Linked DNA regions of Mus musculus: regions 1, 2 and 4 are each linked to region 3. The links are chromatin contacts, called in public HiChIP or PLAC-seq maps. All regions are on one chromosome and are shown on one strand. Each heading gives the region's core, a stretch centred on a gene start, on an enhancer-like site or on the middle of the called end of the contact. The rest is flanking DNA. Distances are from core to core; before and after follow the strand shown.

Region 1 (6,907 bases), core at 2,909-5,408, 450 kb before region 3:
ATGGTAATCCTCCTGTTTCATTCGGGCCTTGGTTAATTTAAAGAAAAAAGGACAAGGGTAGGCAGATTTCGCATTTGTAAAAGATTTGCTCTTGAAAGTCAACAGGCCAGCAAGATGTCTCACTGGGTAAAGCTGTTTGCCACCAAGCCTGATCCCTGGGCTCCGTGTGTGGCGCAAGAAGGAAACAAATGAGTTCAGAACTTGAAAGTTGCCCTCTGTCTTAGTCAGGGTTTCTATTCCTGCACAAACATCATGACCAAGAAGCAAGTTGGGGAGGAAAGGGTTTATTCAGCTTACATTTCCACATTGCTGTTCATCACCAAAGGAAGTCAGGACTGGAACTCAAGCAGGTCAGGAAGCAGGAGCTGATGCAGAGGCCATGGAGGGATGTTCTTTACTGGCTTGCTTCCCCTGGCTTGCTCAGCCTGCTCTCTTATAGAACCCAAGACTACCAGCCCAGAGATGGCACCACCCACAAGGGGACCTACCCCCTTGACCACTAATTGAGAAAATGCCTTGCAGTTGGATCTCATGGAGGGATTTCCCAAACTGAAACTCCTTTCTCTGTGATAACCCCAGCCCTGTGTCAAGTTGACACCAAACTAGCCAGTACACCCTCTGACCTATGCACATGTATGTTGTGATGCAAGGGTGCACATCACACACACACACACACACACACACACACACACACACACACACACTGTAAAAAGAAAATTAATAAATCGTGAGAGTATACTCTCATAATTTTAAAATTGAGAGGCAGGAGGATTGCCATGAGTTCCAGGCCAACCTGAGCTACCTGGTGACTGGCAGAGACCTTTTAGGAATGGTTCTGTCCGAGCCCACAAAGGGTCTGTTCATGGAGGCTGGTCAGTGACTGACTTACTGACTAGTTCACTGACTGGCTCAATGGTTTGGCAAGGTCCCCGAGGACTTAGGGCCACTGCCTCTCTGGTTGGGCGTCCCCCCAGCTGAGTCATATTGGCCGTTCTTTCTTTAACTTGTGCTGACGAGGCACATCATCCTCAAAAGTCAGCAGAAGAGGGAGATGGGTTGGGGTGTCCCCCAAGGGGTGCCTGGATAGCTTTCTGGTATCTGACTTTCAAGGAGCAACAACTATATGGGGAGCTGTGGGTGGGCGGAGTGTACTGACGGAAGCCGGGCTCAGTTGGGCATGGCTTTAGGCTTGCTAAACCCACTGAGTGGGCCCATGTACTGCAATCTGAGGTCACAGTATGAACTTACTGGCCCATCTCAAACCCCCTTCTTCTTTTTTCTCTTCTCCCTCTGGCCCTGCTCCTTCCTGGTATGGTAGACTTAAGATTTACTTATTTTATGGATGTGAGTACAATGTCACTCTCTTCAGACACACCAGAAGAGGGCATCGGATCCCATTACAGATGGTTGTGAGGCACTGTGTGGTTGCTGGGATTTGAACTCAGGACCTCTGGAAGAGCAGTCAGTGCTCTTAACCGCTGAGCCATCTCTGGAGCTCTCAAACCCTCTTCTTGAACCTTCTAAAGCATCTTGAAGCTCACAGGTGGAATTCCACTTCAGGGGAAGGAACCCTGCATGAGCCACCTTTTCCAGACAATCATGACATTTGGGGTGGCCACAAATGCCTCAGCTGGAGACCAAGCATGGCCCAGGAACTTACATGAAGTGGGGTTGAGAACCAGGGTTCTGCGGAGAGTTTTCGGGAGTCATTTTATGATTCCACTCTGATTCTATAGCTGGAAGATTCTAGTCTCCGCAGTATCGACTGTCAGGGTTGCTGTGAACACCATCTAGCTGGCAGGGCGGCATCGTTGTCACCTCTCTGGGGAGGGGGTTCTATGCTCCTGAAGTCCCTCCAAACTGGAACTTGGGAGCCTGCAGTCAGGGAGACAGAAGGAAGGCGTGGTGGCCAGTCCTGTGGGGACTGTCACATCTGCTGGGCAGTCTAGCGCCTGCTCTGAGAAATTTCCCAACCCCTCCCACGCAGCTCCCGAGAGAACACAGTGCAACTGGGTTTTCGTCATGGGCTTCACAGCATTATGCCCAGTAGCTCTGGATCACCGAGGCTGGCGGTTAACAAGTTCTCTTCCACCGAAACTCAAAGCTGGGCGGCGTCCCCTCCCCTCGCTAGGACAGAGGGGGAGGGAGCGAGGGTACAGAATGTCACCTCATTACCTGCCCTGGGATCAAGCCTAATGGAGAAAGACCACACCACGCCTCAGATCCCACGTGCCAGGGCTCCAGATCTCAGGGCTTCCAAGTGTGTTCATTCCAGAGCATTATCCATCAAAGCACAACCCAGGCAGACACGTGTTCACACTGGCATGCCCACAGCATGTGTGCAGGATGGAGGCCCGGTGGAGATCTGAGCGGAGCTAATTAGCTGTCAGCTGCGTCGCATCTGGAGATCAAATATAAAGTGCTGGCATCAAAAATCTGTTCCGGTTGGTCCCTGTCATCTCTGTTTTCCTGGTACCGCGCCATGCTTTGTAGCGTGGCTCTTATGCGTCTCCATCCTGACAAAACCCCAGCAGCGGCCAAGCTGGGAGTCCAAGTTATCTGCTGTGGGTGGCTGTGTGTTCCTTTATTTGGTGAGCGCTGGTGTTAGGGACCTGGATCTTGGCGGGAACAGACAGGCAGTGGGTAATCGCACTTTGGCAGAATATAGTTTCCCTTCCTTTTTTAAAAATTTGGTATGTGCATGAAGTGTGTGTGTGTGTGTGTGTGTGTAGAGGCCCAAAGTTGATGTTGAGTGTTTCCCTCCATTCCTCCACCATCTCTTTCATTGAGGCAGAGTCTCTCAGTCAGTCAAGCCTAGAGCCCACAGTTAGGGCTAGTCTCTGTACCAGCTTACTCCAGAGATGCCCTACCTCCTGGCTTCAGGGGCTGGAGTTACAGGCAGCCTGCTGGGTTTACTGAGCATTTTATCTTCATGCTGGGGTGCCCAACTTACTGTCCTCCACTTCCGTGACAATGACTTTTATTGCTGATGTGTCTTCCCCAACCCCTCCATCTTGTCTTTTGAGACAGGGTCTCTCATTTGGCCTGGAACTCACCAATTACACTGGGTTGGTCTGCCATCGAGCCCCGGGGAGCTCCTGCCTCTGCCTCCACAGCACTGCTGGGGGTTTAAGCACAAACACATGCCACCGTGCCCAGCTTTCAAATATGGATCCTAGGGCTCAGGTCCCATGCTTGTATGGCAAACACATCCCTGACGGAGCTATCTCCCCAGGCCCTCTCCCCAGCCCTTTTTGAGGCACTGTCTTGTTATGTAGCCTGTGATCTTCTTGTCTAAGCCCCACGAGGCCTCATAGATCAGAATGCAGTGTTCAGAGGGAAACGTCAAAGTACTCTGAAGGGAATTTTGGTTGCACAGTGGAAACCAGGTACAGACTCAGGCCAATGCAGGTTGTAACTTGAAAATGATATCCTGATAATTTCATTCATCCATAGATAGGTTTTCAGGTACCCTAGGCTGGTCTTGAACTCCCTCTGTAGGTGAAGATGACCTTGAATTCCTGGTCTCCTTGCCTCCACCTCTGGAACGCTGAGATTCCACCACCACCACTACCACACCCAGTTTAGGCAATGTGTGGATCTTGCTCATGGCTTCCTTCATGCTAAGCAAGCTAACCTTACCAATTGAGCTGCATCCCCAGGCTACGACCTTGGTTTTAAAAAAGAGCCTTTTGCTTTCCTGCCCTCTGAGGCAGACATTTGCAGTCACGGGCCAGCAGGGTACACCAGGTCAGGGGTGGGTTGCTGGCAGGAGCTGAAGGGGCAGGGTGTACATTTGTTTTTTAGAAGAGGTACCAGCATCTGGTGATGGGAGACTGGCCAGAGAGCGATGCCAGCAGCAGTTTGCTTCTATTTAGATATTTAAGATGTTTTTCTCCCTGGTGGAAAATAGTCTGTTTCTGGTTTAAGTTGATTTAAAATCACTGCCATGTTATTGTAAATAACGTGACACCTCGTTTCTTTCAAGGAGCTTGGAGTTCTGTGGTGGAATCCCAAGTATACAGACGACAGATTGGCCTTAAGAACGGATTCTTCTCCGGGACAAAAAGATGTGTGGGTTGTGTTGTTTTGGATACACTTCAGAAAGCAAGGGATTGTTGGAGGAGGTGCTGCCCTCATATGTCCACTAGGTGGCAGCAGATATTTAGGTTTTCGGCGGGCACACATCCCTGCGGTTTTCTGTGTGGACCTCTGACTGTTAGGCTTCATTCGGGATTTGTTAGAAGCAGGAGTTCTCTGGCTCGCTCCATCCAGACCCCGCGGGGCAGATGCTCTGCGCACGGGGACCTGAAATCTGGACAATTTGCTGCTCCCACAGATTTCGAGAGAGTTTGAAGCCTTCCTGTGATCAGGGGTCACGTGCTGTGACTAGGAGACACTGAAAGATGTCCCTGTCTCAAGTATTTCTGTTCTAGATCTTTCCTCGTGTCTAAAATGACCCCAGTGAATCATGACATGAAGTTTATGTAGAGAAAGCCCTAGTTGTTAAAGAAAGTGACTCCTAATCCAGTAGATTCATGGAAGCAGAGAGTCTTGGGCCAAATCCGGCACATGGCTTGTTTCTATAAATAGAGTTTTATTGGGACAGGATCAGGCTCATTTGCATGTTATCTACAGCTGCTTTTCATGAGTGGTTTGATGGATGGTGGCCTGCAATGGCTGTTCCGTTACGTTTGGCTCTCTATAAAGCAAACATGTACAGATTTAGGACTACGGCTATAGTATTGGCTGGAGGTGGGGTGCATTGGGATGGAGCTACAGACAGAGATTAAGATGTTTACACCTCAAAGGCGTGGTGGCGCACGCCTTTAATCCCAGCACTCGGGAGGCAGAGGCAGGCAGATTTCTGAGTTCGAGGCCAGCCTGGTCTACAAAGTGAGTTCCAGGACAGCTAGGGCTACACAGAGAAACACTGTCTCGGGAAAAAAAAAGATGTTTACACCTGCCCATCATAACTGCTTTCTTAATCATGACCAACTAAGATAATGCTTATTGGAATTATAATTCACATTTATTTAAAATTATATTTAAATTTATATTTAAAATTATATATTTTTAAATTTTAAATTTTAAATTTTATATATTTTTAATTTTAAATAAAGTATATTTATATTTTATTATATATATTTATATTTTATATATTATATATACAATTATATTTTTATATAATTATAAAATTATATTTAAATTTAAAAATTATAATTCACATTTATTTAAAAATTCCAGGTGGTGGTGGCACCACACTCCTTTAATCCCAGCACTTGGGAGGCAGAGGCATCAGATTTCAGAGTTTGAGGCCAGCCTGGTCTACAGAGTGAGTTTCAGGACAGCCAGGGCTGCACAGAGAAACCCTGTCTCGAAAAAGCAAATTAAAAAAATAAACAAAATTGCAAGCCCCGAGGATTCTAGTCTGTCCATGGGGGCTGTGGGGACCGGAAGGAGAGCATAGTGGTGCATGCCTACAATTCTAGCACTTGGAGAGAGGCTGAGGCAGGCCAGCCTGGGCTACACAATAAAAGCAGGTCTCAAAAAAAAAAAAATCATCTGTTTTCTGTGAAAGGACTTGAGGCAAGGCTACAGATTCAAAGTGCAGAGAAAAAAGATTTTGCCAATAAAATGTGATAGGCCACATTTGGCAAAGGTTTTTTTTGCAATTGTTTCTAGTGTGTGCATAATATGTGTGTGTGTGTGGTTACATGCATGTGCCACTCAGTATGATATTAATTAATTAATTTATATATTTATATGTGGTTGGTTCTCCTTTTCTTTCTTAAAAAAAAAGATTTATTTATTTATTTATATGTAAGTACACTTTAGCTGTCTTCAGACACTCCAGAAGAGGGTGTCAGATTTCATTACAGATGGTTGTGAGCCACCATGTGGTTGCTGGGATTTGAACTCAGGACCTTTGGAAGAGCAGTCAGTGCTCTTAACCACTGAGCCATCTTACCAGCCCCTGGTTTTCTTTCTTTCTTTCTTTCTTTCTTTCTTTCTTTCTTTCTTTCTTTCTTTCTTTCTTTCTTTCTTTCTTTCTTTTTCGAGACAGGGTTTCTCTGTGTAGCCCTGGCTGTCCTGGAACTCACTTGAACTCAGAAATCCACCTGCCTCTGCCTTCCAAGTGCTGGGATTAAAGGTGCATGCCACCACCGCCCTGCTGGTTTTCTTAAAGATTTATTTGTTTGTTTATTTTCTGTGTGTTCCCCACATGTATGTCTATGTGAGGATGTTGGATCCCCTGGAATTGGAGTTACACACAGTTGTGGGCTGTCACGTGGGTGCTGGGAATTGAACCCAGGATCCCTGGAAGAGCAGCCAGAGCTCCTGAACCACTGAGCCATCTCTCTAGTCCTATGACTTGTTTTCTTTTTTTTCTTACTTAAAAAAAAAAGAATTATCTATTTTATGTATGTGAGTACACTGTAGCTGTCTTCACACACACTAGAAGAGGGTGTTAGATCTCATGACAGATGGTTGTGAGCCACCATGTGGTTGCTGGGAATTGAACTCAGGACCTCTGAAAGAGCAGTCAGTGCTCTTAACTACTGAGCCATCTCTCCAGCCCTGACTTGTTTTCTTATTGGTCTAGGACTTGACCAATAGATGAGAGTGGCTGGTCGGTGAGCCCCTAGGGATGTACAACCATGGGCTAGGTTTTTCTTTTTTCTCCCTTCCTTCCTTCTTTCCTCTCTCCCTCCCTTTCTTCGCTCTCTCTCTCTCTCTCTCTCTCTCTCTCTCTCTCTCTCTCTCTCTCTCTCTCTCTCTCTCTCTCCCATCTGATACTTTAAACTGCGTCCTAGGCCTCAAAAATACTAGACAAGGTTTCCACCATTGAGCTATGTCCACAGCCCCTTAAGGAGATGACTCCATGGATCAAGCTCTTGCTGCC
Region 2 (7,808 bases), core at 929-3,428, 420 kb before region 3:
GTGTTTTCCTGGGGCAAACACATGAAAGAAGTTTTATTAAAGAGAACATGGGTGTGAAAGGCAAAGGCAGACTCGAGAAGGAACATTTCACTGAAGCAGACACAGGAGAGAGGATGTTCTGCTAAAGCAAGCACGTGAAAGGACATGAGATGAAGGATTCTTTGCTAACAACACGCATGTATTGATCCACCTTACTTTTCATAGTTGAGCTGCATTTGTCAGGACTCCACAGAGGGAAACAAACCAAAAAACTTCTGGTGCTGTGCTGCAGTTTCTTGCTGCTTCCTTAGACTCAGGCTGATTAGATGCATGTGCTGAGGCAAGACACGTGGAGGACAAGTGATGTTTGGAGGGTAGAAATAGGACTCCATAGAGTGAGGGGGAGAGAGAGAGAGAGAGAGAGAGAGAGAGAGAGAGAGAGAGAGAGAGAGAGAGAGAGAGAGAGAGAGAGCTAGGCTTGTTTATAGAACTAGTTGTGTAACACTTGTGGGTCTCATGTCTTTGCTGATCTTCGCCTCCCTGAGAGAGGCACAGCCGAGAACTTCTCCTGCTGTCCCTCTAGGTCCCTCCTGTTGACTTGAGCTGAGACTGAGTCCTGGCTGTCTCTGCTAGGTCGTGCCACCGCTGTTGCTATCCTGACTCTACCGAGCTGGACTGCTGGTGTATCCATGAGGTGTTGGTGAGTGGATCGAGCTGCCACTGTTGACCTGTGAACTGAACTGCCAATTTCCAGACAACACAGATGGGAGTTGCTCCAAAGAACCTTTCTAAACAGGTCCACTTCCCCTGTATCCTTTCTTTTCTGCTCCTGGTGGGTGGTGGGCTACAAGGAAGGTTAAAGTGTTTAAGAACCATCATTAAAAGTAAACAGGGTGGGCGTGGTGGCGCATGCCTTTAATCCCAGCACGCAGGAGGCAGAGACAGGCAGATTTCTGAGTTCGAGGCCTGCCTGGTCTACAAAGTGAGCTCCAGGACAGCCAGGGCTACACAGAGAGACCCTGTCTCGAAAAACCACACACACACACAAAAGTAAACTTAGAAAAAAAAAATCAAAGTTCCACTGGGTTCCAGAATTACACTGTAATCAGGTCCTGGGTTGCTGCCTCTGTGTTTCTGCCACACTGTCATATGGAAAAGGCCCTTCCAGGAAGCGGGCCCTGCAGAACCTTGAACCGAATTCTCTGTTTTCTGTGACGGGCTCAGTCTTGAGCATGCTGTTACAGTCACAGAAAGTAGACTGAGATAGCAAGCTCTTCAGAGTCACTGGGCCTTTGGAGGGACTCCTCTCTTACCTAGAGCTGACCAGAGATGCTCTGTTCCCCACAGCCCTGGGTCCCCTTGTGTTTCTTTCCCCATCAGGTGGGACAGGTAAGCTGCTCTCTGGAGTCTGTGACACAGTAAGGGGTTGTTGACTGACTATGTAACACAAGTCAGACATGTCTCTTGGCAGTCCACAAGTTCAAGGTCAAGAAAGCCATTGTCAGCTCAGACTCTAGCTACTAAGTGGTGGGGCTTATGTGTGTGTGTGTGTGGGGGGGCTTTTTGAGGTGTTTCTATTGGCCACTCTGTGGCGGTTGGGTGGCTGGGTCCTATGCAGATAGGATGCAGGCCTGGGAAACCAATGTGCTGGCTGCTTGTATGGCTGTGTGACCTGTGATTATTGCTTCTCTAACTATTATTCCCAATTGCAGCTCAGTGAATGCAATTATGCTGTCGAGGCTCCCAGCACAGTAGCGCCCCCTAGCTCCTGCTAATTTGCTGCTTCTACCCTCTTCTTACCTTCCAGGGTGGGATTAGCCTCCTGGGAGCCCTTGGCACCAGGGCTGGGCTGTGTCTCAGTGGTTGCTGGAGCTTTGACGTCATCTCTTTGATGTGGGGTTGTTGAATCGGGCAGAATCCTGCTCGGCTAGTCCAGCGCCGGGTACCAGACAATTGAGCCTTTGTGCGTGTGCCCTGGGGCATCTGCCCACAGAAACCTGGTGGCTCCGAACACCTCTTGTGAAAAAGTAGCCTTCAGGAAAAAGGGACAATGAGCTTGTCATGTCCAGGAGAGAGCAGGGTCTGAACTGGGGTGGGCACCGGGTGATTACAAGGCAGACCGGGAGCTCCTGGGAAAGCCATGGGCAGGCAGGGGCCGGGGCCTCTAGAATGTGTGCTAAGGGTGTTGCCTGCTGTGGTTATGGGAGCAAGTCTCACTTAATTCTGCCAAACCACCTTGCTTATTGCTCACTGTTCTTAGAGTACAGAGGCTGTGTTTCACCCTGTCTCGGGGCCTTTGGATACGCAGAACCCTTTGCCTGAGATTTTAATTTTTGATTATGCAGAAAATGCCAAAGAACAATTATTTTAGCCCCTTAGATTCCCATGTCTGGACAGATGACATTTTGTCTTTACTTCCTGCAGAACATTATTTTTGTGTATGTGTGTGTGTGTGCGTGTGTGTGCGAGTGTGTTTGTGTGTGTGGTGTGTGTGTGTATGCGTGTGTATGTGTGTGTGTGGTGTGTAATATGTGTGTGTGTAATATATGTATGATGTGTATGGTGTGTGTAGTATATGTATGTATGTGGTGTGGTATGTGTGTGTGTGAGTGTGTGTGTGTTTATGTGTGGTGTGTGTGTGAGTGTGTGTTTGTGTGTGTGTATACGTGTGTGTGTGTGGTGTGTGTGTATGTGTGTGGTGTGTAATATGTGTGTGTGTAATATGTGTGTGTGTGTGTGTGTGTGTGTGTGTGTGTGTGTGTGTGTGTGTGAGTGTGCATGCTTGCTTTCTTGAATGTGCTTTTTCCTTCGGAGGCCAGAGGAAGACATCAGGCATCCTGTTCTGTTACCCTCTGCCTTATTCTTGTATCAGGTCTCTCTCTGAAGCTGAGACTCACCATTTTGGCCAGGTCGTCTGGCCATCGAGCCCCCAGGATCTATCTGTCTCTATCTCTCCAACTCTGGAGTCACAGGCACATGTAGCCATGCTTGGCTTTTATGTGGATGCCTGGGATTCAGGCTCAGCAGGAGTCACCTTTATCTGCTGAGCCATCTCCCTGGCTTCAAGTTCTCAGGGCAGGAGAGGTTTTCCCGTGTCTGCATCCTTCATGTCCTGTCCCCACATCCTTCCTATTCTGTCCTTCACCACTGGTGAACTGTCAGAGCAGAGGAGAGGGGATGGACCGTTGAGCATGGGGGGACGACCTGGATGGCATCTAGGAGCAGAGAGTGTACATGAGGAGGAGCAGACTGGTGGAAGTGGAAGCGCGGGTCCAGCTGGGTAGTAACGAACTAATGTTGAGAGGCCAAGGGTTGGGAACTCTGGGTGAGGGCAGTGGCAGGGACTCTGTGTGCTGGTCTTGTAAAACAAAAAAAAAAAAAAATCACACACACACACGATTTGTTTATTTTTTTAAGGAGCAGATGCTCTGAGCAAACGTGGCACATTCAGAATGCCAGCGTCAGGAGAGGGAGGCAGGAAGGCAATGGAGGGTGACGCCTGGCCTCCTATTTGGTGATTGATTGTTTTGAATTTTCTACATAAAAAACCTAAACTAATCTGAGAAGAAACGCTTCTCTCTTTTTTCCCCTTGAACTGCGATTCTTTTTCTTTTCCTGCCTTATTGCATTAGCTAGAGTTTCTAGTATGACTCTGAACGGGGGTGTCATGGCTGCCCTACGCCAGATCTCAAGGGGGAGTTCCTAGTGCCTTATTGTTTTTAGTATAAATAATCCCCATGTGATATTTTGGAACATAACAATTCTAAAAATGTATTTTTTCTTTATTATCTCAAATTTAAATTTAATTCTAAAAATGGGAATGTATCCACGGACTCAAATTACAAAGGTAGTCATTGTCCTTTTCTCCCAAATTAAAAAAAAAAATCTTCTAAAATTCTGTTGACCTCATAGCTCAGGCTCATAAGCCCAGCTACTTGGGAGACTGAGGCAGGAAGATCACAAGTTCAAAGCCAGACTGGACTACAGAGTGAGTTCAGATCAGCCTACGCAACTCAGTGAGACCCAGTCTCAAAATGAACTAGTAAAAACAGAGGGCTGGAGAGACGGCTCAGTGGTTAAGAGCATTGACTCAAGGTTCAGTTCCTAGCACACACATGGCTGCTTACAACCTCCTATAGCTGCAGTTCCAGGGCATCCAGTGTCCTCCTCTGGTCTCCAAGGGCACATACATTTGGACAAACACTCATACACATAAAATAAAAATTAATAAAATTTTAAAAGAAAGTAAAAAGAAGCCTAGGGGTGTAACTCTGTGGTAGAGGGTGTATGCAGCTTGTGTGAGAGTCTGGGTTCAAATTCCAGTAAAACACACACACACACACACACACACACACACACGAACATGCTCACACATTCACACATATTACATGTATACAGACAGACATACACACACAGAGATATAGACATATACACTCACGCACAGACACATCCATCTATCCATACACATATGCAAACAAGATACACACACAGAAATACAGATATACTCACACACAGAGACACACTCATGCATGCGCGCGCACACACACACAGACACAAACACACACACACACACACATACACACACACACACACATGCACACCTTCTCTAAAGGTACATTTCCCCCACAGGTTAAAGCTACCATTCCATGGAGCTTTGCTGACTCTGGCTGCTCTTGAAGAGTCAGATGTGGGGCTGGAGTTAAGAGCCCTGGGTGCTCTTCCAGAGGACCCTGGTTTGATTTCCAGCACCTATGTGGCAGCTCACAACTGTCTGGTAATCCCAGTTCTAGGGGATCTGACACCTTCACACAAACATACATGCAAGCAAAAAATGCACACACAAATTTTTTTTAAAAAGGAGGAAACCCGTTAGTTGTAACTGATTCAGATGCTGTTGGTCTTTTCGCCGCTTCTGGAAACTTTCTCGGGCTTCTGGAAACTTCTACCGTTCTGTGTGGTGAAAGTAAGTTTCCCTCCCGTTCGTCGCCAAAAGAAAAATAAAGGAACCTAGTGAAATTTAGATGATAAGGAGCAAACACATTTTAACTTTTCATTATAATTAGTGTGTGTAGGTCAGCCCGTGTGTGGAGATCAGAGGACAGGTTTAGGAGTTGGCTCTCTCCTTCCATCTTGTGGGTCCTGGGATTGAACTTAGGTCCTCAGGCTTGGCAGCATGTGCCTTTGCCCACTGAGCCATCCTCCTGGTCTGCGAATGCATTTACAGTATCACCCTGGGGTGTATTGATAGCAGATACTTGCTACAATGTTGATGTTGTCAATTTGACAGGGTCTAGAATGGCCTAAGAGGCAAAGCTCTGGCCATGCCTGTGAGGAGGTTTCTTGATTGGATCAAGGTGGGAAGGCCCATCCTGAATGTGTTTTCAAATCCTGTGCTGGGTGAGCCCAGAGTTTGACGTCTGTCTCTACTGCCTGCTGTTCCTGCTGATGCTTGATCGCCGTGCCCAGCCGAGCTCCTATAGCTAAACGTTCACTGTGGGGCAATCTCTGAGTCTAGGTGGAAGGTGGATTCCCACAGAAGGATTAGCAGAGACTCGTGCCAGGAGCCTGTGGTCATTACCGACTTGGGACCACTTTAGACTGAATTCTTGGCTAGGTATTTTTGAGACCACCCACCTAGAATGAATTGAGGCTTCAAGCTCTCTTATTAGGGTTGGCTTCCCCTACAAACTCTAAGGAGGGAGTTTCGCTCTGTTCTTGCCAAGGTTCCATAGGTGCAATTTTCTGGGTCGCCCTCTCCAGGGAGCAGAGAGCAGACCAGGGAGCTTTGTTCCCCCCCCCACCCCCTGCCACCTAGCATCCGGTGAGCCACTCTGGGAACTTAGCTTTTTGCAGAGAGGGTTTCTACCAAAACCCTCGCCCTGGGTGGGCTCCGTGCTTTGTGTCTGGTCTCTCCTCTGTGGTTTCTGAGTACATGAAGCCTCCTCCAACCCCAGCCTTCCATTGGCTCTTGGTCCTGAATGTGCCTTCTGTCTCTGAGAGTGTAGCCAAGCAGTTGAACGAGTATGTGTCTAGCTGATCCCTTTGTTTGGTGGAGGTCAAAAGGCCTAGAGAGTGTCAGTGCCATGTCTCTGGCAAGCGCGGGCCCTGCAGTTCTGCCTCCTAGCCATTCCTCAGGAAAACTGGTGGAGTTGGCTTCCGGGTGTTTCCCTCTTAACTTGTTTCGGGACGTGCTAATAGTGAATATGGCAATCACAGCTCTGGATTTTCACTTTGGGCTAGCATGCTTATTTACTCATTCGTTTGTTCATTGGTCCATCCATTCATCCATCCATCCATCCATCCATCTATCCGTCCATTCACTTTTATTTTATTGAGCTTCCTGTCTGAAGGCCAGATCCTACAGTTTAGAATGGACTCAGTGGTCTCACCTCCCGCTGCCCTCCTGATGCCCTCAGGCTAACGAGAGGCTAAGCACTTTTTAGAAGTTATTTAATTTAATCCTTATAATGACCATAGCAGGTTCTGTCTGGCTGATTGATACATTAGGAAAGGAAGGTACCGAATGGTTATGTAAGTACCTGAGGCTAAGATACCTTGGAAGAGGCTGGGCCGGGACTTTAAACCTAATCTGCCTGGCTACCACAAGTCTTTGCTCCTCTCTGACTCTGTCTCTCTGTCTGTTTCTGTCTCTGTCTCTGTTTCTGTCTCTCTCTCTCTCTCACACACACACACACATACACTCTCACGTATACACAGTCTTACTATGCCACCCAGGTTGGTTGGTCTTGAACTTGTGACCTCCTGAGTGTTGTTGTGACAGGTTTGAGCTACCACCGCTTGCTAGGAGAGAACCCTTCTTTCCTTGTGTGGAGGATGCAGGCGGGTGCCATCGCCAGTTTTCCGATGCATTCAAACCACTCTGTGATCAGTCTCGGGTTCTAAGGGCCAACCTTGGTGTGTGGCAGGCCCTGTAGTACTGTTGCAGTCTCTAGCTTGTTCGGGGTGGGGTGGAGGGTAGGAGAGAATGGCAGGAGGGAGGCAATGGCTCCCAGCAGCCTGCTGTGCTCACTGCTCTGGCAGGGGCCCCTGCAAAGCAGTAGTGCCAGACACTAGGCCTGTTCTGGAACAGGAGGCTGCAGTTCCCTGGGAGGAAATCCAGGAGGCTTTGGGAGCAAGATCTCCTCTTTCCTGGACCTGCACCTTCTCTTCTATTTACTTATGCACTTATATTTTAATGTATCTTCTCTCTCTCTCTCTCTCTCTCTCTCTCTCTCTCTCTCTCTCTCTCTCTCTCTGTGTGTGTGTGTGTGTGTGAGAGAGAGAGAGAGATTGTGGACATGATTTGCATGCCACAGCACTCGTCCAGAGGTCAGAGAGTGGCTTTTGGTGCCGTCACAGTCTCCCTTTGCAGTTTCTAGAGAGTGCTTTGCCTTCATCTTTTCACAGGGACACTGCATTGGTTGCAGATGCTCAGGTTAATGTGTGCAGGCAGCACATGGGCTCTGGGGATCTGAACTCCTGTCAGCAAGCTAGGCAGCATGCGCCTTTACCTACTGACCATCCATTGGTCCTGTTTGTTTGTTTATTTATTTATTTATTTATTTATTTATTTATTTATTTATGAGGTTTCACGTACTCCAGGCTATCCTTGATGATGTTGAACTTCTGATCCTCCTGCCTCCACCTCCCAATTACTGAGACGACGGGAATGAGTCACTACGGGGCTCAGTACTGGAAACCAAACGGAGCCCCATCCTCTTCTCTAATGAGGGTGGCCCATTCCCTGATACCCATGGGACCTTTTCACTTCCAATACACACTAAGGTCCTGTGACTCTGGGAGGTAGCCAGAGTGGAACAAACTCACTC
Region 3 (7,575 bases), core at 5,070-7,569:
GAAGATCTTCCAGTTCTCTCAAGCGCTGAGCCACTCCTCCAGCCAGTCCTTATGGTTCCAGTCTCACCTTCACTGTGATGGAGGCTTATTTCACTGTTGGTTATTCTGAGTCTTTAATATGTGCTCATGCAAATCCCCGAGTTGTTTTCAACCTGTGAGTCTCCACCCCTTTGGGGTAGAACTACCCTTTCCTCGGGGGTAGCATATCAGCTATTCCGCATATTGGATATTTATAATTCATTACAGTAGCTAAATTACAGTTATGGAATAGCAGCAAAAGAATTTTATGGTTGTGGGGGGTCCCCAAAACATGAATGGTCTCAGCATCAGGAAGGCTGAGAGCCATTGCTCTCTCCTGTTACCTCTGAATTTTAAACCTGAGTTCCTTTCTCGGTGATTTCCTTGTTGACCTCTTTTGGGGTTTCTTTTCTTTTCTTTCCTTTTTTCTTTTTCTTGACAGGTTCTTACATAGCCCAGGCTCGCCTTGACATCTCTATGTACTTGTGGACGACCCTGAACTTCTGATTCTCCTGCCTCCACCTTCCAAGTACTGGGGTGACAGATGGACAGCGCCGTGCCTAGCGCCTCCCTCTGCTGTGTGAGGGTATGCTGTCCATCTCCTTCTGTGACTTGACTTTGCACATGGATAATTATTGTCTTTCTATCACAGAAGTCATATCAACTGCTGTTCTGCTCTGGGTCTGAAATGTCCCTGTTTGAGTCGCTGATCGAGTGCACAAGCAGATGCCATGACCAAGGCAATTTACAGAATAAAGCATTCACCTGGGGGCTCACAGTTTCAGAGACTGTGAGTCCATGACCATCATGGTGGGGAGCATGGAGGCAGGCATGGTGCTGGAGCAGTAACCAAGAGCTTACAGCTTATATCCTGATCTGCAGGCAGAGAGACACAGAGAGAGAGAGAGACAGAGAGAGACAGAATGAAAGAGAGAGAATGAGAAAAAGAGAGAGAACTCGAGAGAGAGAGAACTCGAGAGACAGCAAGCACACCTGGCATGGGCTTTTGAAACCTAGGGACACACCTCCTCTGGCAAGGCCACACCTCCTAATCCTTCCCAAACAGTTGCACTGACTGGAAACCAAGCATTCAAATAGCAGAGCCTACAGGAGCCTTTCTCATTCAAACCACTCCCCCAGCAAGCTCACTGTTTGAATACTTAGTCTCCAGCTGGAGGCACTGTTTGGGGAGGTTGTGGAACCTCTGAGTGTGTGTGGATCCCTGCTGTCCAGCTGGTGGCAGTGAGTCTCTGGGGTGGCCCACGAAGGTTACAGCCAGCTGTGGTTCTAAGTGAGTTACTCCTCAAGCCTCCAGCACTACGGATGGAGCAGCCATCCTTCTCCATGGTGAAGTAGCTAGACAAATATTAACAACCCCCCAGACAACTGAAGATGGATTCCCTCCCTCAAGGTCCATGTTGGACTCCACCTCCCATCACTCCTCTGCCTTAGGATTTAAGTACCACACGTGAAGGGCAGTTTTATTGAAGCCCATTAGGGAAAAGCTAACTTTTTTTTTTCTTTCTTTCTTTTCCCTCCAGCCCTACTCACTCTGGCGGCCCAAAGATTTATTTACTTATTATATGTAAGTATACTGTAGCTGTCTTTAGACACACCAGAAGAAGGCATCAATCAGATGTCATTACGGATGGTTGTGAGTCACCATGTGGTTGCTGGGATTTGAACTCAGGACCTCTGGAAGAGCAGTCAGCCCTTTTAACAGCTGAGTCATCTCTCCAGCCCGGGGAGGGGGGGGCGGGGGCGGGGGAGGTAGGATGAGGAGGCTAAATCTTCCCAGTAAAGATTAGAATCTGAATTCCACCTCTGGCTATGACACTCTATAACTACCTGGAAAGTTACACACTATTGTCTCCTTCCCAAGCAATTGGTTACTTTCAAGAAGACCTGCTGAGAGCTTCTGCAGTCAGTTCTGGATCTGCAGGGTCCATGGGCATGAGCTCAGCAGGTCACAGCTGAGTATATTCAGAAATAGGCTGGCTAGGCGGCTCATGGGGTAAAAGGGCCTGCCGCCAAGCCTGACTACCTGAGTTCGATCCCTGGGGACCCACATGATAGTAAGAGAGAACCCTCTTTCAGAAGTTGTTCTCTGGCTAGGCAGTGGTGGCGCACGCCTTTAATCCCAGCACTTGGGAGGCAGAGGCAGGCGGATTTCTGAGTTCAAGGCCAGCCTGGTCTACAAAGTGAGTTCCAGGACAGCCAGGGCTACACAGAGAAACCCAGTCTAAAACAAAACAAAACAAAACAAAACAAACAAACAAAACAAAACAAAAACCAAAAAAAAAAAAAAAAGTTGTCCTCTGAATGCCGTGGTATGCATCCCTCCCTGTTCCCCTGGACAAATAATAAGAATGTAATGAAAAGACCCATATCTAGTTGTTATTCCCCCAAATAACAGTTTTACAATTGCTTATACTGTCTTAGGTGTTTAGGCATCAGCAGAAATCTAGAGATGGTTAAAGTTTGAAGAAAAAAAAAGTTTAAAAAGTTGGATGGTGGTGGCCCATGTCTTTAATCCCAGTACTCAGGAGGCAGAGGCAGGCAGTTCACTGTGAGTTTGAGGCCAGTCGGATCTACAGAACAAGTTCTAGGACAGCCAGGGCTACCCAGAGAAACCCTGTCTTAAAATAACACAACAAACAAACAAGAATGGAGGAGATTGTGTTTATGCTTTGCTATTTTACATACAGGATATGACTGTCAGAGGTGTTAGTATCCGAGGGGTCCTTGAACTCCCATGGTCATCTTTGGCTATGTAGCAAGTTCGAGGCCAGCCTGAGATAGATAGTCTGACTGACTCAGGCCCATCCCTGGGAACACCACCTGGGTGTTCATACTTCTAAAGCCTGTTTGTGCAACTGCGGGGGTGGGGGTGGGGTTAGGAAGGGATGAATGTCCCATCCGTTGAGCGCCTGAGGCTTTTGGAGGAATTCAGCTGAAGGCGTAGGCTGCTCGCAGGATCACTGCTAATGTCTCTAGGACCAGACACTGCAGCTGGATGAGGGAGGAACAGAGAGGAATCTGCCTTTGTCCTCTGGGCATCCTTCAGGTCTGCAGCTGGAAAGAGAGCTAAGGTGTGGCTCCCAGAACTGAGAGGACTAGAGGGGCTGGCCTTCTCGAGAAGTTCTGGGTGAAAGGGTCCACCATGCCCAGTGGTAGGAAGAATTTTAAAATTTCAAGGCAGCATGCCCTAAAAATTGTCACAGCAGGTCCTAGACACAGGTTTCTCCAAAAGGGGGCACTGACATTATTAAGTAATTGCTGCTGATCGATAAATCAGGGAGTGGTAGATCAGAGACACGAGGTTTAAACCACATGCAGACACTGGGCACAGTGTAGGGTAAAGTCCCTGCTGGTCGTCCCCTCCTCAGTTCTGGCACAAGGTCAGCTGGGTTTCTAGATCCTCATCATTCCCCAAGGTGCCCCGTTCTTACACCTCCCACTCTGCTGCCACTGGGACCCTGGCTTGGGGGTCTCATCAGCTCAGGCATGCCTGGCACAGACAGGAGGTCCTGAGAACAGGCTCCAGACTAGCTATAGAACAAGCCTTGTCTCAGAGACAGACACACCCTCTTTTCCACCCTCAGACCGAGCTGTAAAGTTGCCGGAGAGCTTTGGACCACAGAACTTCTCCTGGACCTGCCACCCTGCAGCTGGCTCCACCTTCCCCGGTGCCGCACTGAGTGGGGGAACATGGAGCCCCACTACAGGTAAGTGACTCAGCTCTGGCCCCCTCCCTCCCTGACTTTCTGCCTCCTGCCTACCTAGCCTCACTGTGGATCAGGAATTCATCTGAGGACAGGGCACAAAGAACCTATCCCACCAGATCTTAAAGCAAAGATGGAATCCAGATGGGCCATATGCAGAAGAATGGAGATGGAGAACCTGCTGGAGGTGGGGGGTGGGGAACCAGGGACATGGAAGCCAGCTAGGTGAACCCATGTGCTCTATGTAGCCCTAGCAATCCTGGAACTCAATTTGTAAACCAGACTGGCCTTGAATTCAGAGATCCGCCTGCCTCTACCTCCTGAGTGCTGGGAGTAAAAGCATGTGCTACCACCCCCTGGCTGACCTTAAAACTTCTGATTCTCCTGCCATCCCTGGTTCTGCCGCCCTGCCCCACATCCCAGGGCAGGGAGGCAGAGCCATCATGGCTACCTCATGTCCTGGCCTCTCTTGAATATGCCCATGTCCAGCAGAGGGCTGTTATTTGAGAAGAGCCACTGGCATAGGGAGAAGCAGAGGTTTCAGATGAATGAGAGGATGTACCCCTAAGCTGGGGGGACATGGGTGAAGAAAATCACAGTTCTGCCAGGACTGCCTCAAAGCCAAGAGCGCAGGTCTACAGTCCACAGAAAACTCCCCGAGTGTCTACATGTCCCCTGCAGTGCTGGGGGTGGGAACAGTGAGGGGGGCACTCAGCATCCATGCTCCTCCCTGTTCACTTAGAGTTCACAGTGAGACACAGGTGGGTTCGCTGTATGTACGTATGTATGTATGTATGTATGTATGTATGTATGTTCTGCCTGCATATATGCCTGCAAGCCAGAAGAGGGCGCCAGACCTTATCATAGATGGTTGTCAGCCATCATATGGTTGTGGGACTTGAACTCAGGACCCCTGGAAGAGCAGTCAGTGGTCTCAACTTCTGAGTCATCTCTCCAGCCCTATTTACTTATTTTTAAGGATTGTATTACTATCTAGCCTGGGCTGGCCTTGAACTTGAGACAAGCCTCACCCTTCACCCTCGTGAGTACTGAAATTACAGGCATAAGCAAGACCCAAGTAAGTGCTACAAGAGGCCTTGACCTTGCCTTTCTGGGGGACCGTGTCCCTGTCTCTGTCCCTCTGGATGCCCGCACTCCCACCAGCCTCAATCCTCGTCAGATCTTTGCTACTCATGTTATCACATGGCCACCTGGAGGTCACCAGAACCAGACAGGCTCGGGATAGTGTTTACTGCTGTTATATACAAGCCTGTGTCCAGCCTGAGCTACAGTTCAGGTGGTGATATGAGTCCAGTTGGAGAATTAGGAATTAGGTGGGCAATCCCAACCACAGAGACCAGGGGAGCCTATCTTCAAGCCCAGCTCAGCCGCCTGTGCCTGCTCACCACACACACCAGGAGGTGCCCAGCTCCACCCGATGCTGCCACTCTTTTTTGTTTTGTTTTGTTTTTTGTTTTGGTTTTTCGAGACAGGGTTTCTCTGTGTAGCCCTGGCTGTCCTGGAACTCACTTTGTAGACCAGGCTGGCCTCAAACTCAGAAATCCGCTTGCCTCTGCCTCCCAAGTGCTGGGATTAAAGGTGTGCGCCACCACGCTCCACAATGCTGCTGCCACTCTTAAGCCCCTGGTTTAACTACGAGCCCAGCTTTACTGGAGCTGGTGAGGCAATTGTGAACCAGACACAGTCCCTGGCCCCAAGGAGCCAGTCTGGCAAAAAGGAATAGCTTACATAAAATCAAATCACCGGTTCGTTTAGATACAAGAAAGTTTCACTTAGGTACAAGAAACCGAATTGGTAAGAAGAGGCTGCCTCAAGGCGACAGCCAGCCAGGCCGAGGCGGAGACTCGGATTGGGTACCACTCCACTCCGGCTTCTTTGCTCCTTTCGCAGCTTCTCAAATCCCCCAACCCCTCTTCCAAGAAGAATCTTCCTCCCGCACCCCAGAGCTTCCCCACCCAGCCCCTTTGGAGGCAGGAATCCATTTCCTTCCACCTCAAGGTACCCGGGACTGGAATCTCCCACTATCAAGGAGCGGCTGATTCAACATCTCGCTTATTGACTCTGGTACGAGCCCGGGCCCCTTTTCCGGGTGCTGGTCTCATTGGACTGCACAGCTCCTGGGGCCTCGGAAGGAGCGTGCTCTCCTGGATGCCCAGTTTATAAACCAGGAGAGCTCAGGACCCGAGGGGGAGGGGAGTTCAAGGCTCCTACCTCTCGTAGGCTTTTCTTCCGGGAGTCCAGGTCGCTCCCTGTGACTTCGTAGGAGCGGACAAGGAAACCACCAGCTTTCCGCATGCCAGAGATGTAGCCCCGAATGCACCCAGCTTCGGGGTGCTTCTCAGCTTGCACCCTGAACACCTCTGTGCACCGGTGTCTGCAGACAACCGGGAGATGTTGCTGACCTTTCAGCTACCGGCTCACGCCAAGGCGCGCGCCAGGCTGGGGACCCCTGGGGGTCCGGAGAGCTATCTTCCGCGGGCCTGAGCCCCTGTGCGCTGTCCTTCCAAGCCCCCGCGTTCCGTGCCCTGCGCCCTACCTGCTCCACACCCCAGCCCCGCCTCTTGCAGCCGCCGCTGTCGCCTCCGGGTCCTGTCCCGCCCCATCCCTCCCAACTAGTGACCACCCTCCCCCATCACCTGCCCAGCGCTCCCGCCCCGCCCGCAGTGTCCCCACGTCGCTCTCTCCTCCTGCCGCTCAGGGGACTTCAGGTCTGGCACCCCCCCGCACCCACTTCTTCCAGGTTGGAATTGTGAGAAGACAAAAGAGGAGGAAGGGACCTCGCGTTGACGGAGAGCTGAATCGGATGAAGCGAGCTGATGGAGTGAAAGTGTGGACCAGCTGTGGGATCCGAGGACCAGAGGACTGGCAGTTTACAGGTGACAGAAATTCCTCCTGAGCGTGATTAGAAACTAATTTTCTAGTAGTACACAGGCAGCAGAGGCAAGGGGATTGCTGCAAGTTCAAGGCTGGCTCCGAAAACATAGTACGTTTCAGCTAGCATGGGTCAGTGGGTAAAGTGCTTGCCTAGCAAGCGTGAGAAAATTCCCTGTTTCCTGCCTAAAAGTTAGCACGGAGGGTGGGGTGGGCTTAGAAGATGAGCTTAACATAAGTTCAGTTCCCAGCACCCACATCAGGAAAGGCACGATTGCTTCTAACTCCATCCCCTCCCACATGAACACATGCACACACAAAATTTAAAAAAAGAATTATTGGGCTGGTGAGATGGTTCAGCGGTTAAGAGCACTGACTGCTATTCCGAAGTTCAAATCCCAGCAACCAAATGGTGGCTCACAGCCACCTGTAATGAGATCTGACGCCCTCTTCTGGTGTGTCTGAAGACAGCAACAGTGTACTTATTTATAATAAATAAAATCTTTTTTTAAAAAAAAGAATTATTGCTTCACCAACGAAAATAAAAAACAGCACTCCCACTTTCAACTAGGCTGTGCGCATCTTCACGGTCTCCGGGTGCCACACGGTCTCTCCAGCACACGGTAGGCTCACAACCAGATTTAAGAGATCCTTGTATAAACAGGGAAATGAAGTACCAGGAAGACAAGGTGGGCCTCAGGTCCCCAGAAGGTAAAGTGGCAGACTGGGAGTAGAGCCAGGAAGTGACTGGGTCTGGACCGAGCGCCCCTGAGTTGCTTCCATGGCTCAGTGTGAAGCAACTTCTGTATTAGTCAGGGTTCTCTAGAGTCACAGAACTTACGGATAGTCTCTATATAGTAAAAGAATTTATTGATGACTTACAGTTGGCAGCGCAATTCCCAACAATGGTTCAATCGCAGCTGTGAATGGAAGTCCAAGG
Region 4 (6,890 bases), core at 1,510-4,009, 380 kb before region 3:
GGTGGAAGATGGGCTCCTAGCAGAAGTGACATTTGAGGGACCCCACCACACCTTTCCCCACCCCCACACCAGCATGTGAAGAGATGAGCTCAGAGAAGTGGGGGAAGGGATGCCCCTGGCATGGGACTGAGGACTGCCCCAGAGAGATCTCTCCACAGTTCCAGGCCAACCTGGAAATAGATGAAGGCCCTGGGGGATCCCAGGGGCTCCAGAGCCCAAGGTGGCTGCTTTTCTGCCTTTTTTTGAGAGGAGGAACAGGGTAAGGCGCTAAAGAAAGCATAAATTTGGGACTATAGAGTTCCGAGTCCTGGTTTTGTCCTGGACTTGTGTGACCAAGAACCAGGCTCCTCTCCTCAGGTGGTCTGAGTTTACCAACTGAGGATGGACCACAGAACTCTGTGTGAATGACATGTGGTGAGGAAGGGAAGACACAGAGCAGGGTCACACAGAACCACCCCCTCCTCCCCGCCCTCCCCAGTTAGTAGGAGACAGTGTGGCCCAGTGCGGGGATCATGCCAGTGTGTGCTTCCTCTAGGAGGGGAAATGGAAAACTTGCAGTAAAGACTGTTGGACAGTAGGGGGCGCCAGCCGAATGACCAGCGGTCGGTTCCAGGAAGGTGGAAGTAGTTGGTCTGGAGTTGGCTTATGATGGTTGGTGGCTGCAGGAAGTCTGACTTCCGAACAGGCTTTAATGCGGACTCTTACCCAAAACTCATCTCAGTTCACTGTGTTGACCACTGTTCTTCAGCTTGGAGAACTGAGGATTGACGGTTTTTTACATTTTAATCAGCTAGTTTGTTACAAAAGTAAACTGCTTTTGCCTTGAATGTTTGTTTTGCTTGGTACACAGTGTTAAGACAAATTCTGAGGTATGGATTTGACTCCACAGCAAAGGATCCTAAGATTCATTAGTAATGTCTGTCAGGGTGAAGCCATGGAGGGCACAGCAGGCGTGTCCGGTATCTGCCACCTCTCTTTAAAGCAGTTTCATTACTGGACAGAATTGTCTATCGATGCAGAGATGCTGGGTTGATTTGGGTACGGTCTCCCTGCAAGACCATGTCAGAACAAGGAGCCTACTTGTTGATTCGTCATGGCTGTGAGCATGAAGAAGTTGCCTCTCTAGACCCTGCAAACCTGTGTTCACATTTACAGCCAGCATAGCTCACAATGAAAGAAGGACATTCAGTATAGAACCACCCAGGGTTGTTCTGTGATACTGGACAGGCTGGTGGGTATTGAGGGCAGGCTGGATCACCCCAGAACCTGGCATAGGGGCAGAGCAGCAGGCTTGGGCAGAGCTCAGGCGTGACCAAGGCTTCTGAGCTGAAGAACACTGGTGGCGTCCATGGTGTTGCACACTTGACAAGGTCCTGTTGGCTGCAGGTCTGCTCGTGGAAGAGAGTACGCTACCTGTGAGGGCACCTGGAAGGATCTGAACCAGAAGTCCCAGGTCAGGCCTTTTTGTGGGGAGCTGGGGGACAAGTGTGGCAACAGCAAAGAGCCAAGCCTCCATGAGGCCAGAGTTAGGGAGCAGGGTCAGCTAGCTCTTGTGGGCAGAGTCCCCAACAAAGGGCTCACATGTTCTGCTCTGACTAAAAATAACTGGTGCTTATTGCAGATGATCTAGGAGATGCAATGAAAGATAAAAGCTAAAGCTGCAAACAGCCCACAGACACCTCATTATACAGACAGTGTCTCTCAGCATGAGTCACATCTCAAGTCAGACACAAAGTGACATTGTGCTACAGTGTTGGCCATGAAACTCGGGGCTTTACCCATGCTAGGCAGGCCCCTATTTCCACACACGGTCTCATTGATTTGCCCAGACTGGCCTTGGATTTGCTCTGCAGCCCTTGACTTTCCAATCCCCCTGCCTCAGCTTCCTAAGTAGCTGGAACAACAGTCCTGAATCCCTGGTTAGCCTTATAGTTTTGAATTTTCCTTCCTCCAGTGGCGTTCAAGAAATGGCAGGTGACCGCTTCATGACAGGTGCTTGCTAGCATTTGTTAAAATGCAGATCTTGCCTCTACCTCCACTGACTGAGCCTCAGGACCACCCCCCCCCCCCGCCCCCACCTGAGCTGGGCCAGAGATCAGAGGGGTTTGGACAGGGAGGAGACAAAAGAATGCTCTCTGAGTTTGTCACCAACTTGGGGTTGCTGACAAAAGGGGCCACAGTTCTCTTTGTCTCCCACTTGGTAGAGGAGCTCTGGACCAGTAGGCAACGAGTAGCGCCTCTTCCTCCCTCTCCTCCTCCTCCCTCTCTTCCTTCCCTCTTCCTTCTCCTCTTCCTCTGCCTCTTCCTCTTTGTCCTCCCCCTCCTTCTATTCCTCCTCCTCCTCTTCTTCCTTCCTTCCTGGTGAGGCGTCTCTGGTGAGTTCCTGGAAAGGGCACACTCAGGCTGCATGACAGCTGTCCTCAGGCCTCTTGGGGACCTGAGAGGATGGAGGCCCCTGAGCTGCTGTCCACACCATGTTGGGCATTCACTCAGCCCACACTGGTTTTCTCTACAAACCTTTCTTGGCAACACAGAGACCAAATATGGTTTAGAAGAAATGGCAGGTCCAAGAAGGTGAAGAGTTGGGTTGGAGAGAATCAGGACTCCCCGCTGGACCCCCATCTTCATGCTTTATGAACTTCCAAAGAGGCCTTACAGCAGCCATTGTAGTAGAGAGCTGGTGGGGTGGGTGGGGCGGGGTGTGGGGTGGGGCAGGGCAGTGCTCACAGCAGCCATAGTCACAGCTGGTGAAATGGGGTAGGGTGGGGTGGGGCTCTATAGCATTTCAAAAAGAGGAGTAGGAGCTGCTTAAGTGACTCAGCAACTAGGGATGCTTGCTGCCGTCCCAGAGGACAAGTCTGATTCCCAGCACCCATGCCCGGTGGCTCACAACGCTAACTCCAGGATCTTATGCCATCCTCTGGACTCTACGTGCCCACACACAGAATTTAAAAAATTGTTTAGAAAGAGGAACAGTGGAATTCTGGGAAACCACTGACTAGCTATGAGGAGTCTTAGAGCATTCCAGATCAGACCAAAGCAACTGGAAAGGCAACAGTTTCCCTTTGGATAGGTCAGCAGGCTGTGTAGCCAGAACAGGTGGGTCAAATTAGCTAAACCTCCCCAGCCTTCTGCCCAGCGCCTCTCCCTCCTTCCCAAACCAGAAAGCCTTAGTGAGCTCGTTTGTTCCAGTCCCTCCAGCTACCTCTCCTTCCTCTCCTCTCTGGGCCCCATGGCTCCTGCTCCTTCCTGGAGTTGTTCTCTTGCTGGTGGCTGAGCTGGGGGTCCTCACTCCTCCAGCCCCAGCTGAGACCCCAGGGAGCAGGCACACTGTGAGTGATTCTGTCAGCCCATGTCCTATCGGCCTGTGCTCTAAGGGGTGGGTGAGGACTCGGGACAGCTGACCTGGAGGAGAAGGGTGGTCATATGGAAGGCATGACACTGGGCAGGTTTTGTTCTGAAGGGCAGACACAGGACCCCCAGCAGAAGCTAGCATGCCCATTTTTCTGCTTACTCTAGCTTCTTTGCTTTTCTGGCTTTTTGTTTGTTTGGTGTATTTTTGCGGCAGGGTTTTGTGTAGTTCATGGTGGCCTCATTGGGTCGCTTTGTAGCTCAAGATGACCCTAACTTCTGATCCCCCTGCATCCATCTCCCCAGTGCTGACATTATAGGCATGCCCCTCATCCCATATGCATGTATGCATTTCCCTCACCCCCTATATGTATGTGTGTATGCAGCACTTGGGAGCCACCAGGGCCCCACACATGCTAAGCACACTCTACCAACATCTTCAGCCCTAAAAGTCACATTTCCAAGTCCATCTGTCTGTCAGCTCAGTGTTGGCTAGTTGAGTATATCCGTGGCCCTGTCTTCACATCTGGAATTCAGACCTGATAACTGAAGCATCAGCCGCCATTTTGGAACACGAAGTTACCTATAGCAAAGATGAAGCCATGTACTGAGGCTGGCAAAGGAGAAAGAAATAAGAAACAGAGATGCGGCACCATCAGCTTCTACACTTGAGCCCTTGCTTCCTGACCAATGGGACACAAACCTTCTGTTGTAGTCAGGGTTACCGTTGCTGTAAAGAAAAACCATGACCAAACTTAGGGAGGAATGGGTTTATTTGTTTCACACTTCCACATTGCTGTTCATCATCAGAGGAAGTCAGGACAGGAACTTAGACATGGCAAGGACCTGAAGGCAGGAGCCATGGAAGGTTGCTGCTCACTGGTTTGCTCAGCCTGCTTGTTATAGAACCAAGGACCAGCATCCCAGGGATGGATCCGCCCACAACGGACTGGACCCGCCCACATCAATGACTAATTAAGAAAATGTGCTACAGGTTAGCCCACAGCCTGATCTTACGAAGGCATTTTCCCAACTTAGACTCCCTCCTCTCAGATGTCTACAGCTCGTGTCAAGTTGACATAAAGCTACTCAGCACACCTTCCTCTTGTTCGGCCCACGGTCTCTGAGGTTTGCAGGAGCAGTCAAACCCAGTCTGATGCACTGACTCAGTTTTGCTCCTCCCCTTCTGGACCCGCAGGGGACCCGTGCTCTGGGGAGGTCACTTGCTGCCTCTCACTCTACAGCATCTGTCCTGCAGCCTTAGGCGTGTCACTTGCCCCAACCCATCCCTGCTTTCCTTTGCAGGCCCCCCATTGCGCTCACTCTCCCAGATCCCTCTACCCACCTTGCATACAGCAGTCACTTCTTGAGGGCTGAGGGCTGCTCGCAGCTCAGAGTAGAGCTCACTTTCAGAGTCAATGCCAGATGCCATGCGAAACGTTTCATCCGTGCCCATAAGCAGGGACTTTCGTTGTCCCTGTTCCCACTCTGACTCTCAGAGCGACTATATCTCTCCTGTCTTCTTTGCATCTCCAGACATTAGCCAAATCACCTTGAAACCCCAGGTCCCTTCCCAGCAGAGCATCTGGGTATCTGCCACACCCAGCCACTTGCTCCTGGTCTATATGAGGCTCCTGCTGAATACTTCACATAAAAATATATCTTTTTTTTTTTTAAGATGTGTCTTGATCAAAGCAAATCCCAGACCTAGCAGGTTGTAAAAACTGTTTCTTTTTCAGACCTACAGTCAGAATCTTCTAAGAGGGGCCCAGAGATGAGAGGTATCTAGCACAGGGTTACACAGTGGCATAACAGCAGGTCTTGTCACAGGTCTCAGTCCTCAGGCCTATTCTTACCTCTTCAAGGACCCTGAAACTACTCTGAGCTGTAGTCTGGACTCCAGGTCCTCCCCCAAAGCCCCAGCAGGACTGCCCAGCACCCAGACTTTGGGCCCCTCTGCTGTGTCTGCAAAGTCTAGGCCTGCTGGGCACCTATCCCTTTGAATTGGAGGCCATGGTGTTCAAACAAAAATGCAGAGGCCCCTCCAGTCACTGCTGGAATCTGGTGGGGGGACAGGAGTTGGGGAGTGGGGGAAGGGAGGCAGAGGTCAGAGGGGAAACTGAGGTTTGGAGAGAGGAGGAGTTATATTTCATTTTGTATGTCAGTGCCAAGGATCCAGCAAGCTCACAGAGGGAGGGTACATTCTGTTGTTGGTTTTCGGTTCACACCATTAAAACCAACCCACAGGGAGTGACAGGGACACAGCCCAGCAGCTAAGAGTGCTTGCTGTCTTCCAGAGGACCCGAATTCAGTTCCCAGTTACCCATGCTGGGAGGCTCACAACTGCCTGTAACTTTAGCTCCAGGGAAATCTGATGCCCTCTTCTGGCCAACACAGGTACTGCGCACACACGGTGCACTCACCCAAACACACATACATTTAATTAAAAATAAAATATTCAGGCTGGAGAGCTGGTGCCATGGTTAAGAGCACTTGTTGCTCTTGAAAAGGTTCCCTGTGCCCGCCTGGCTTGCAGCCATCTGCCACTCCAGCTCCAGGGAAGTCCTCTTCTGACCTCCATAGGTTCCAGGAACACAGGAGGTGCATATACATACATGCAGGCAAAACACATGTGCACATAACACAAATAAACCTAAACAAATATTAAAAAACAAAATAATTTTTTTTAAAAAAGGAAACAAAGTCAACCCATGGGACAGTTACTTAGGCGAAGGGAACATGGCCATCTCCACCCTGGGAGGACTTTTATCCGTCAGTGGAGTTACCGAATTCTCTGCTTTCCCTCTGTCTGAGTGTGCATCTTTGTGAACGCACGTGTTCACGTGTGCATGTGTGAGCTTGGATGTGTGTGGGCACATGCATAAGAGGAGGGCAGAGGTCAATGTCAAGGTATCTCCCAGGCCTGGGAAGCATTGGCAGGCTGGCCCCTGAGTCCTGGAGACCTTGTTGTCTCCCCCTTCCTGGCTTAGAGTGCTGGGTTCACAGGGTTCACTATTATACCCAGCTTTCTATGGGGGCCGAGAAGGGTCAAACTGTCCTCACGTTCTTGCAGCAAGCGCAGACTGAGTCCCATCTCTGACCCAGTTTCTGCTTTTTATGCTCGGAGGCTTCTGTGTGACTAATAACAAATTACATGTGGTTTTAGGGTCAAGGGGAGAAAGAAAGCCATCCTAGGGCCCACGAGAGTGCTTGTGGTGCGACCTTCTGAGGCTGGGCAGCCATTTCCAGCTGCACCGCGAGCCACCCTTTAGCTTTTGGGGCTGGTGGGCCAATCAGGTCTCTCCAGTGTGCTGGAGCTCTGGGAAGCCCCTCTAGCACTAGAGGCTGACACTACCGGGTACCCAGAGCTGAGGTTGGGATGAGATGAGGGTCCGGGGTTTTGCCTGTTGGATTTGGGTGTGGGTCCTGCGTGTCCAGCTGTGCGCCAACACAGAGGCACAGATAAAGGAAGAGCCTGAGAAACAAACACGGTGGCCTCGTGGCCACAGCTGGAAGGCTCGGGCTAATCCCTGGGTGCT

Evidence for each region. HiChIP or PLAC-seq counts read pairs in DNA pulled down with a chosen protein or histone mark.
Region 1: a contact with region 3 is called in a FOXA1 HiChIP or PLAC-seq map of pancreatic cancer cells. The contact joins the enhancer-like site here to the promoter of Ncmap in region 3. A contact is called at or near these places in 7 of 39 promoter capture datasets (embryonic stem cells, hematopoietic stem and progenitor cells, hippocampal neurons and 4 more), 5 of 484 Hi-C or Micro-C datasets (B cells, the N1E-115 cell line, bone marrow-derived macrophages and 1 more), 11 of 115 datasets of contacts at active chromatin or transcription factors (the 230-238 cell line, astrocytes, bone marrow-derived macrophages and 8 more) and 2 of 9 other capture datasets (embryonic stem cells and macrophages).
Region 2: a contact with region 3 is called in a FOXA1 HiChIP or PLAC-seq map of pancreatic cancer cells. The contact joins the enhancer-like site here to the promoter of Ncmap in region 3. A contact is called at or near these places in 6 of 39 promoter capture datasets (the C10 cell line, embryonic stem cells, liver and 2 more), 1 of 15 datasets of contacts at CTCF or cohesin (large pre-B cells), 1 of 484 Hi-C or Micro-C datasets (bone marrow-derived macrophages), 3 of 115 datasets of contacts at active chromatin or transcription factors (astrocytes, memory CD8 T cells and pancreatic cancer cells) and 4 of 9 other capture datasets (adipose tissue, embryonic stem cells, liver and 1 more).
Region 4: a contact with region 3 is called in an H3K27ac HiChIP or PLAC-seq map of embryonic stem cells, with 7 times the contacts expected there. The contact joins the enhancer-like site here to the promoter of Ncmap in region 3. A contact is called at or near these places in 3 of 39 promoter capture datasets (the C10 cell line, pre-B cells and stem cell-derived epiblast-like cells), 1 of 15 datasets of contacts at CTCF or cohesin (large pre-B cells), 1 of 484 Hi-C or Micro-C datasets (embryonic stem cells), 3 of 115 datasets of contacts at active chromatin or transcription factors (embryonic stem cells and pancreatic cancer cells) and 2 of 9 other capture datasets (embryonic stem cells and macrophages).

Annotation. Positions count from the first base shown.
Region 1 is chr4:134,941,968-134,948,874 of GRCm38.p6, forward strand. No RefSeq gene overlaps it. Among named protein-coding and RNA genes, the nearest start is that of Syf2, 14 kb to the left of the region's middle. Within about 2 kb of position 4,159, at least 35 of the 459 cell types and tissues checked have an H3K27ac peak or open chromatin away from gene starts, as enhancers often do. A contact at or near this core is called in B cells, the N1E-115 cell line, bone marrow-derived macrophages and 2 more, where this site is marked.
Region 2 is chr4:134,973,618-134,981,425 of GRCm38.p6, forward strand. No RefSeq gene overlaps it. Among named protein-coding and RNA genes, the nearest start is that of Syf2, 47 kb to the left of the region's middle. Within about 2 kb of position 2,179, at least 50 of the 459 cell types and tissues checked have an H3K27ac peak or open chromatin away from gene starts, as enhancers often do. A contact at or near this core is called in pancreatic cancer cells, where this site is marked.
Region 3 is chr4:135,391,908-135,399,482 of GRCm38.p6, forward strand. Ncmap (noncompact myelin associated protein) reads right to left here and starts at 6,320. Exons shown (of 5, transcript NM_145555.2): 1 at 5,976-6,320.
Region 4 is chr4:135,017,667-135,024,556 of GRCm38.p6, forward strand. No RefSeq gene overlaps it. Among named protein-coding and RNA genes, the nearest start is that of Gm42327, 30 kb to the right of the region's middle. Within about 2 kb of position 2,760, at least 44 of the 459 cell types and tissues checked have an H3K27ac peak or open chromatin away from gene starts, as enhancers often do. A contact at or near this core is called in embryonic stem cells, where this site is marked.